2 separate regions of the Sus scrofa genome follow, and region 2 is linked to region 1. Evidence: chromatin contacts called from public Hi-C data. All regions are on one chromosome and are shown on one strand. Each heading gives the region's core, a stretch centred on a gene start, on an enhancer-like site or on the middle of the called end of the contact. The rest is flanking DNA. Distances are from core to core; before and after follow the strand shown. Region 1 holds the start of GSK3B (glycogen synthase kinase 3 beta). Region 2 overlaps GSK3B (glycogen synthase kinase 3 beta).

Region 1 (4,635 bases), core at 1,117-3,616:
AAGTTACAGCCTCCTTTAACCCCTGTCTTAAAAGACACCTCTACAGGAAGTCTATCCTCTCCAACCCATTTACCTCAACCCTTTATTTTTTTTAATCCCTATGTACAAAGCTTTCTATTTGTATTTACATAATCTTGTAGTCATCATGATACTGTTTTCACATTTTGTCCCATACAAACTAAACAACTACCTCAACAACTAAATGATAAGCTTTTCAGGTTAACGTCTATAATTTTTTATGTATCCCTCTTTTGAACAGGAGTCTTTTGGAACACCAGCACTCTAATGCTTAACTACTCCCCTTTCTTCTAAAACATCTTTAAAATTAAGATTGTCAAAAACACATAATTAGCACTGAACTCCAACTTTTTAAATGTTAAGTTGCTGCATGAAGTAATAAAAAAGACACTTTAACTCACACACTTTGCAAGAATTACTCCATTCTCAATCAACACCCACACTATCAAGAATTAAAGCGTCATTTTCAAAGAGAATCCTGGAAACAAAATGAAGTCCCAAATTTTAATATTATAAGCTATTGTTTTGCTCTCTGAAATAGATCTAATAAATTAATTACCTAAAATTGATTATGAGGAGTTTTTTAACTAAGATGAAAAACATACTAACACTCCAGTACCACAATAGGCTCTTAAGTAGCTATTAAAAGATTTGCTTCATCATAGCTGAAAACTACCCCAGAATTTTAAAATATTCCTCTCAAATGACCCCATGAAGTGCTTAGAAAGCTTGACCATTCCCTGAAAGATGCATCATCAGCTTCCCTCTTCACATACCCTGCATTCTCAACTAGCTAGTCACCAAAAAAAAATTTAACTCTCAAAAAAAAAAAAAAAAAAAAATCTACCATTCAGCTATTACCTTGGACTACACTGTCTTAGGCAAGCTCCAAAGGCCAACATGAATCAAATCCTGGGTTCAATTAAGAGTGATTATATTATGCTGTTTAAGGATATAATCAATTTCACATAACAGCATATACTTTAAAAAAAAAAATCTCAGTTCAATTCTCTCCTTCTTCTAGGCAACCAAATAGTTTTTCGTTGTCCTCATCATGCCCCTTTCTTGAGAAATAAGGAAACAGAATAGATATTTTTGTCAAATTCTGAAAGTACGTTTAAATAAACTCTTTAAATTCCACATAAACAGAGATACACAGGAACATCTGACACTTAGTGTACCACTCAACTAGACTTTTCTGCACAAATCTAGCAAGAGGGTCCAGTCTAGTAATAACCCTGAACAGAGCCCAAATTATACCCTATTATATCCAGGACCACAGCATTCTGCAAAACCTATGATGAAAAGGTCTAAATCCATATTCCTCTAACTGGATAGTCTTACCTAAAGAAAACCAATGCAAGAGTATTTTAAACAGTCTTAAGAAGGGACCCCTGAACTTTACATCATTTAGCATGTATGGAATGCAATGGCATCCCCAAAACTGATATATGGAGGGTCAGTGACAGTTAACATTCAACTCAGTATCTGACAACATGACAATACAAATCTCGATCAAAACCAGGACCTACTTCCAAGTTACCTTTTGATTAAATATTAACTCTATAGTGGTAGACTTAAAACAATGCATGTTGAGATACTACTGCTACTGAGTATCAACCTCACGGGTCCCTTCTAAGAGGAGGAATCAATGCTTGCCTGGAAATGTGAAAGTGGTCACTGAGCAAGTTCATCTCTGGATTAAGAACAAATGCGTTGTACAGTCACAAAGGCAAGAAAGAACTGTTAAGAGACTGTGACATTTAGCTCCTCTATTAAGTGTACAAAACTATGATAACCCCTGAGATCTGAGCTAACTATCCCTTGTTCCTAAAGACACACTGCAAAAGCACATAATGGTTTATGAATCTTGTCCTTCGCTTTATTCATGAGAATGAGCCAAGTAAACACTTCCATCACTATTTTAAGATGGAAATAAGTCAACCGCTTGATAAAGCTGGCAAGAAAACTATAAGAAATATTTCAAGTCAAATCATCCAAATAAAAATCATATTCCCTCTATTCAAGGTTAATGAGACCGGGGGAGGGAGTATGGGAGGAGAAAAGAGGGAGCTGCCTCATCCTTGACAGAAGACAGGTTTCTGCCCTTTTCCATTATCTCTGATTGTTATATCAGACATCATATTTTAAGATCCTGGTATTTCAAAGTCTCTTATTTAAAGGGTGAGGTGGAGAAAGAGTGTAAAATAAAATCAATACTCACTGCTAACTTTCATGCTGCCAAAAGCTGAAGGCTGCTGCACTGGCTTGCAGCTCTCCGCAAAGGAGGTGGTTCTGGGCCGCCCTGACATGATCACTGTCTTCCCGAATCACCTTCTTTTCCTTCCTTCCTCCTCTTCTTCCTTTTGTTTTATGTTGGGGTGTTAGGTTAATGATAAACGCAGCATTAAGTTCTCCCACAGGAAAAAAAAAAAGACTTCGTCCTCTTGGCTCTTCACTCCTTTTGTATAGCGACAAAAAAATGCGAGCGATGTATTTCTCCTTGAAGACAGATCAGTACGGATATTTAACATATAGATGATCTGGGACTGGGGAAAAAAAAAATACAATTCTCTCCCCTCCCTTTCCTTGGAGGGTAGAAATGGGTGGGAGGTCCTAAAAAATATGTATCACGTGAAACGGGGGCAAATACTTGATTGAAAATAAGTACTTTGAATATTATATTTTCCTCAGGGATTTTTTTTCCGAGTCAATGAAGAAGGGAAGCGGCGGAAGGATCACGAGTCTCACGCTTGAAAAGAAGGGGGGATGGGAAGGAGGGAGGGAGCGGGAGGGGGTGGCTCGGAGATGCGACGGGAAACGCTGCGGCTCCGGCAGCGGCGGGATCCGGCGGGCTGACGGCTGGGGCCCGGCGAACTGGAAGGCGGCGGAGTCGCGAGTCAGTCAGAGGCGGGCGGTGGCGGCGGCTCCTCTCCTCATTGCGCCAGGAGCAGCTGCAGGCGGCGGCTGGATCCAGCGGCCATGGCGGCGGCGGTGGCGGAGGCAGCTCCCTTCAGACCCCAGGCAGCGGCTCCTCGACTGCTCCCCATACGCCGGGGACATGGGAACCCGGCAACCGCTTCCGTCCCTCGGGGCCCCCTCCCCCGTCCACGGCACCGGCGCGACCGCCCTCCCTCCCGCCCCTCGCCTCTGCTCGGTCTCGCTCAGGAAGTGTCCGCGCTTTGCCCCCAGCCCGAAGCCCTGTCAGTGGCTGCGGGGCCGGCTCCTCCTCGCTTCCTTCCTTCCTTTGTCACTCGGGCCCGGGCGGCGGCGGCGGCGGCGGCGGCGGCGGCGGCAGCGGCGGCGGCAGCAGCAGCGAAAGCCCGCATTCGCCCGGGTCGGGGGCTGTTCTGTGTGAGGAGTGCCGTCTGCGCAGCCGCCTAGCTCTTCCCCAACCCCTCCCCCCTCCTACTCGTCCTCCGCCTCCTTCCTCCCCCACCCAGCCTTACACCGCCCAGCGCCCCTCCGCCCGCGTAACAGGCGTCTGAGAATTGCCGGCCGAGCCCGGCGCCCGCCCCCTTCGGCAGGGGAGCCGAAGCCCGAGCGGAGCCAATCACGGACGTCGTTTGTTTGCGGCTCCTCCCGGAAAAAGCCGATCGGCCAGAGGAGCCAATTAGAAAGTACCACTGGAAATCACGCCCAAGGGCGGAAAGTGCCGAAGATAGCCGACCGAGAAGAAGATGGGTTGGAGTGATACTGTGGCTGGCTGGAGGAGAAATTCGACAATGGCAGCAGCGGCCAATCAGAGTCGCCGGCTCTCACGAAAAAGCTTGAAGAGTTAAGAACTGTGAAGCCGGGAGTTGCTGGTGAAACCGCAAGGCTGGGAGCTGCAACCGCTTTGTAATTGGCCAAAACTCCGCTGGGAGTGTACCTCCCTTGGTGATTGGTGAAGAGAATGGGGCTTCCGAGGACAGTCTGACCAGTCAGGACGTCTCCTCCCTGGCCAAGGTGGGGAGAAGTAGAAAGCGAAGGGAGGGCTCTATAAAGCGCCTTCTCATTGGTCTCAAGCTTTGGAGCTGGAGTGGGGGCAAAAGGGAAAAGGAGGGAGACCGAAAGCGGTAGCAGTAGCCAATCGGCACTCACTGCCCTCCAATCGCGAGACCTAGCTGCAGTGTGATTGGCCTTCGGCCTCGGCGGCGGTCCCGGCAGCCGGGAGAAGCGCGTCTGGGGTTGTGGTGGATGGTCAGACAGGCTTGCCTGTGGCTACTCGCAGCCTGTGTGAAAACCGCAGATAGCGCGAGCCCTTCGCCCGCCAGTGGGAAACTGCTGCAGTCAGCCGGTCGGGGCTCGGAGCGCTCAAGCGAACTGAGGGTTTAAGGGCTCTCTCCCCCTCCCGACTACAGGCTCCCGGCGGGGCGGGGCTCATGTGCGCACAAGGTTTCCCTCCGCTGGGGAGAGCGCGTCTCCAGTGCCAGCTACTTCCCCGAAAGGCCCGGACGGATTCAGTGTGCTTCCAGGCAGGGGTGCGAGTTCTCAAACGCTAAATTGAGAACAAAGCTTCCACCTCTGCGCGGCCGCGCCCCGCCCAAACGCGAAGGCCAGTGATAGGAGTGAGGCCGACAGCCCCGCGCGCGGGCGCGCCCAGGCCCGACCTTCCAGAAACGCCCCTGAGAAATG
Region 2 (4,977 bases), core at 1,862-4,361, 150 kb before region 1:
TGCCAGCCTACCCCATAGCCACAGCAATGTGCAATCCGAGCCATGTCTGCAAACCACACCATAGCTCACAGCAATGCCAGATCCTTAACCCACTGAGGAAGGCCAGGGATCGAAACTTCATCCTCATGGATGCTAGTCAGATTCCTTTCTGCTGAGCCACGACAGGAACTCCCACTTCATATTTCTATAGTACTTTCACTAACATTTTATTTAATCCTTACAGCCACTCAGAAAGGTAAACAGAATGGTTTGTAATCTCCACTTTATAGCTTAGCTGAGTAGCAGTAAACCTGGACCTCAAATTTTGGTCTATTCAACCAAAACATCCATTATACTAGTTCTCATCTGTCCCTGAACATATGCCTTATAACATAGCCATAGTGAAACTTTTGAGCATTTTACACACACAGACACAGACACACACACACACACACACACACACACATTATTATACTCTCTATCTTCCAGGGCGGCAGGTCTCAAGGTATGATCTGCAGAGCACTGGGTCTCCTAGACCTTTTCAGAGGTGCTGAGGGCAAAGTTATTTTCATAAGCTTCATTTTTCACTATGTTGACATTTGCACTGACGGTGCAAGAGAAATGGTGAGTTAAACTACTGGCCTCATGGCACAAATCAAAATGTTCTTTGGCACTTTGCCCTTTGGCAAAATAAAAATAACAGTAATGTGTTTCTGTTTAAAGGTCTTCATTCATACTAGAGAATTTTTACATGTTATCAAAAGAGAAAAAGTGTCCAAGTTCTTGTTACTGTGAGCTTTTTATTTTAGTTTTTGTTTGTTTGGTATTTGCATGCTTTTGTTTGTTTCTGAACTAAGGAATACTCTTCAGAAACAATATATAACAATAAAATAATTTTGACCTCCATCTGCATGTCACCCTAAGGTTGCTCCAGCTTCCTATTCATGCCCACTGAAAATACTTGTGCACCCCTACTAGTGAGCAAAAATAGAGTAGAAGAGGTCAATGAAGAATGAAGAAAATTGTCTCTATTCAATTGCTTCTATCATTAAAGATCTTTAGTGGCAACTTCTACAGAATTAATGGGTCTATCCAAACTACTAATTGAAAAAGTCAAAACTGTTCCTTTTGAGCTGACTTAAATAACCAATTGAAACAGCACAGTAAGACTCAGTAAAATGGTAATCCTACCACTTTACTCACGAACTTAATGAATGTAAATTCTCCAACTAATAATCAAGCTCAAAAGTGGGTATTTCAGGGTAATTTTTCTTTTAAGTGAAGAAAAAGTATACTTAGAATTTATTTAAAATTTTAAGTTAAAAATAACTGTAATCCTAGAGAAATCATACAATCACAAAGGAATAACTTTATTACTTTTTCTTATAATCCAAGAAACCTCAAAGTAGAATAGTAAATATAAATTAAATTCTAAGAGATGAAATTCTAAAAATTATATACATTTTTGTATATCAATCTTTGAGAAGAAACATATTTCTAAAAACAAGATGCAATTAATAACTACAACCCATTATATTCAGAATCAGTACTTACCTATACTAGAGGTATAATCAGTGGCTCCAAAGATCAACTCTGGTGCCCTATAGTACCGAGAACAGATATACGAAACATTGGGTTCTCCTCGGACCAGCTGCTTTGCACTAATAAAAGATCAAAAGCAGAAATTCTTTAAATTAAATCTAAACTGTAAATGAAACAAAACTGCTATCATTTGCAACACCGAATGTTTATCTAAGATTCCCATAATTCCTGTCATGCAACATACAGGAAAAAGAAAATATGAACCATAACTATCTCTGACAAAAGAAACTTATAATTTTAACACACCACTCTGAAAACAAAAAACAAAAAACAAAAAACAACAGTTACTTTTAAAGAGTGCATCTGACAATTGTTACCATGGAAAGATTTTAAAAATCACAAAGGATAAACACTATGTATCTTCTGCTCTTGTTCCCTGAATTTCACCTCTAAAATACAGAGAAAGAAAAGCAGACAAATAAGAGGTACCGCCTCTCACCAAAAAGCATAGTAATAGATTTTTTTTTTTTTTTTGTCTTTTTGCTATTTCTTGGGCCGCTCCCGCAGCATATGGAGGTTCCCAGGCTAGGGGTCGAATCGGAGCTGTAGCCACTGGCCTACACCAGAGCCACAGCAACGCAGGATCTGAGCCGCGTCTGCAACCTACACCACAGCTCACGGCAACGCCGGATCGTTAACCCACTGAGCAAGGGCAGGGATCAAACCCGCAACCTCATGGTTCCTAGTCGGATTCGTTAACCACTGCGCCACGACGGGAACTCCGTAATAGATTTTTAATATAAGAATGCTTAAGTAGGAGTTCCCATTGTGGTTCAGCGGTTAACGAACCTGACTAGCATCCAGGAGGACAAAGGTTTGATTCCTGACCTCGCTCAGTGGGTTAAGGATCTGGCATTGCCGTGGCTGACCCCTAGCCTGAGAACCTCCATATGACGCAGGTGGGCCCTAAAAGACACACACACACACACAAGAATGCTTAAGTAATATGTTTTTTAAAAGGTTAAGAAATCAGCACTCTCTTATAATTTGACTTCTGACTCGGTACTTCAAGGCTTACAGACCCAATCTATTTTATTTTTCCACCATTTGACCAATTTATTAACTGTCTAAACATTCATTACCCAATTAAAAAGACCCTTTCCTGTAGGACAGATAGAAAGCACAGTCTATGAATTCTAATTCTGTTGTCTATAAAGATTAATCACACCTTCTTTTAATCCAACTTTCCTTCCCAAATATTTTATGGCATGCATTTTAAATATTAAAGTAAATTAAAATTTTTTGCAATGTTTCTCAATATAACTTGAAGACAAACTGAAATAAAAAATGCTATAGAAGCTAATCATTTTGACATACAATATAAGAAAGATAAATACAGAAAATAAATACAAGCAATGGAATCCTAATCATAAAAAAGTAAGTAATAAGAGAACGTAAGCAAAGGTATAGGAAAATCAGAGTAGAGATAGATGAAAGCAATCACAAAGGTTTCAATTTGGTCTTTCCTGCACGCCTCCCGCCCCCGCTTCCTTTGCCACACCCATAGCACATGGAAGTTCCCGGGCCAGGGATCAAATCCAAGCCTCTACGCCACAGCTGTGGCAACACAGACCTTTGACCCACTAAGACGGGCCAGGGAGGGGTTCCTGAACTTTCTTTTTTTTCCATTTGTTTCTGGTCAACGGTAATTCTGACCTTAACCTGTTCTTCCTTCGTTACAAGTTGTACAAGTTGAGAAGGCGTAAGGCAGTTTATTTTTTAAACATTCTCCCCAAGATTGACACACAGCAATCATTTCATGAATTAATAAATATTAATCCCTATTTTTAGACTACAAAAAAAGACACTTTTCTAGAATAACATAAAAGCTTTCTACTTTATAGAGGATTTTTTAAATTAACAAGATAGATTCTAGTTATATAGTCAGCAAATTCACTCTAAGATAAAAAAGGCTAAGATTAGAAAACGCCACAGCCTGTAGATTTCTCCACTACTTGATGGATCTACCTTCCTTCTCTTCAGGTGAGGCTAATATAGCTTCCTGCCCTTTGAGGGTTGAGAGCCTCCAATACAGTGGTCACATACAGTCCTAAGAAAACCCAACTAGCTCTTCACCCTATTTCATTCAATAAAGAATTATTAACAAGAGGACAATACTGTTTTGTTCAAATCACTACCACATTGACACTAAGAATCTAGAGTGTATCTCAAACTCCACTTGCCCAAATCAATGGTTAAAACAACAACAAAAAAGGCAGAGTTTGTTATCAGAGCTCTTAAAAATGAACTATCATCATACAAGTGAAATCCAAATATGTTAGAACAAAGCAATTTCTATGTTCCAACAGAACGGCCCACAGCAACAGAGTTTTGACACTATGGTGAGAACAGAAATCCCACTAAGTTGATGTCTTCTAAGTATTTTTTACAGTCCACACCAGTCAGTCACTCTCAGTGGGGAAGACATCCTATAACAATAAAATTCATCTGATTTGGGCAGTTTGTCCAAAAAATAATATGCAGTAGCACTTTGTTTCAAGCGTCAAGTAAGAGTTTTTTGATTTAATATCCTTTACCTTTTCTTAGAGTTGAAAGGACAGAGTTACAGCCTGCAAAATGATCTGGATCCTATGACTGATGTCTGAAATCAGGCAACTCTAAGAAGGGGATGATCTAAAAGGACGCCCTTATGAGACTAAGAATTAATTCATGACAAAATTGAAGTTCTTATTTTTTTAAGACTCTTTCCCAAGAGATGGCCTGTGGAAAATATACCCTATATTAAATCTAAAATTTAAACTGTGGGTTGGTATAAAAGTCTTACAAAGAAGAAGAAATACAGATTATTAGCAGATGTGAGTCAATATCTATAGAGCTGAGGATGAAAAAAATGGAGAGAATCCAAGTTACATAGAGATTAGGACTATGAAGACAGAGATGACTCTGGGTGATTACACTAGAGCGGAAATAAAAGGTTAACTGCCTGAGATACATAGGAATACAAAGTTGATTTCATGCTGAAAGGTTAGATCAGAAAGGCACAAGATGCTGGATACTACAAAGATGGATAGGATTAAGTCTTATTACAGTATATATTACCAAGGAATGGGTTTATTAAGAAGACAGAAAATACAAAGGAATTTGAAAAAAACAAAGAGGGAAATGAGGCTAAATTATAGGGGTATTGCTGCTACTAGACCTTTTACCTCATCTCTAAATTAATGTTAACTGTAAAGTTAAGATGATACACAGTAATGTATAATAACCAATATTTAAAAAAATAGTTGTTACTGAAAAGGGGTCATATGCATCTAATAAAAATTCAAACAATATGAAAGCACAATCAAGGAACAAATGTTTCAACTACACTACACTCCCAGTTTCCCTTCCTAGAAGCAATCAATGTTTTGAATTTATTATATATCATTCCAGAAA

Evidence for each region. Hi-C and Micro-C count contacts between places; a contact is called where the count stands out from the background.
Region 2: a Hi-C map of liver shows a contact between it and region 1, with 4 times the contacts expected there. The contact joins the enhancer-like site here to the promoter of GSK3B in region 1. A contact is called at or near these places in 3 of 5 promoter capture datasets (fetal liver and liver), 11 of 47 Hi-C or Micro-C datasets (adipocytes, alveolar macrophages, fetal skeletal muscle and 6 more) and 2 of 2 datasets of contacts at active chromatin or transcription factors (alveolar macrophages and skeletal muscle).

The regions. Positions count from the first base shown.
Region 1 is chr13:140,134,897-140,139,531 of Sscrofa11.1, reverse strand. GSK3B (glycogen synthase kinase 3 beta) reads right to left here and starts at 2,366. Exons shown (of 11, transcript NM_001128443.1): 1 at 2,243-2,366. The coding sequence starts at 2,330.
Region 2 is chr13:140,287,510-140,292,486 of Sscrofa11.1, reverse strand. GSK3B (glycogen synthase kinase 3 beta) reads right to left here. Exons shown (of 11, transcript NM_001128443.1): 6 at 1,534-1,640. Among named protein-coding and RNA genes, the nearest start is that of NR1I2, 120 kb to the left of the region's middle. Within about 2 kb of position 3,111, at least 9 of the 83 cell types and tissues checked have an H3K27ac peak or open chromatin away from gene starts, as enhancers often do. A contact at or near this core is called in alveolar macrophages, fetal liver, liver and 1 more, where this site is marked.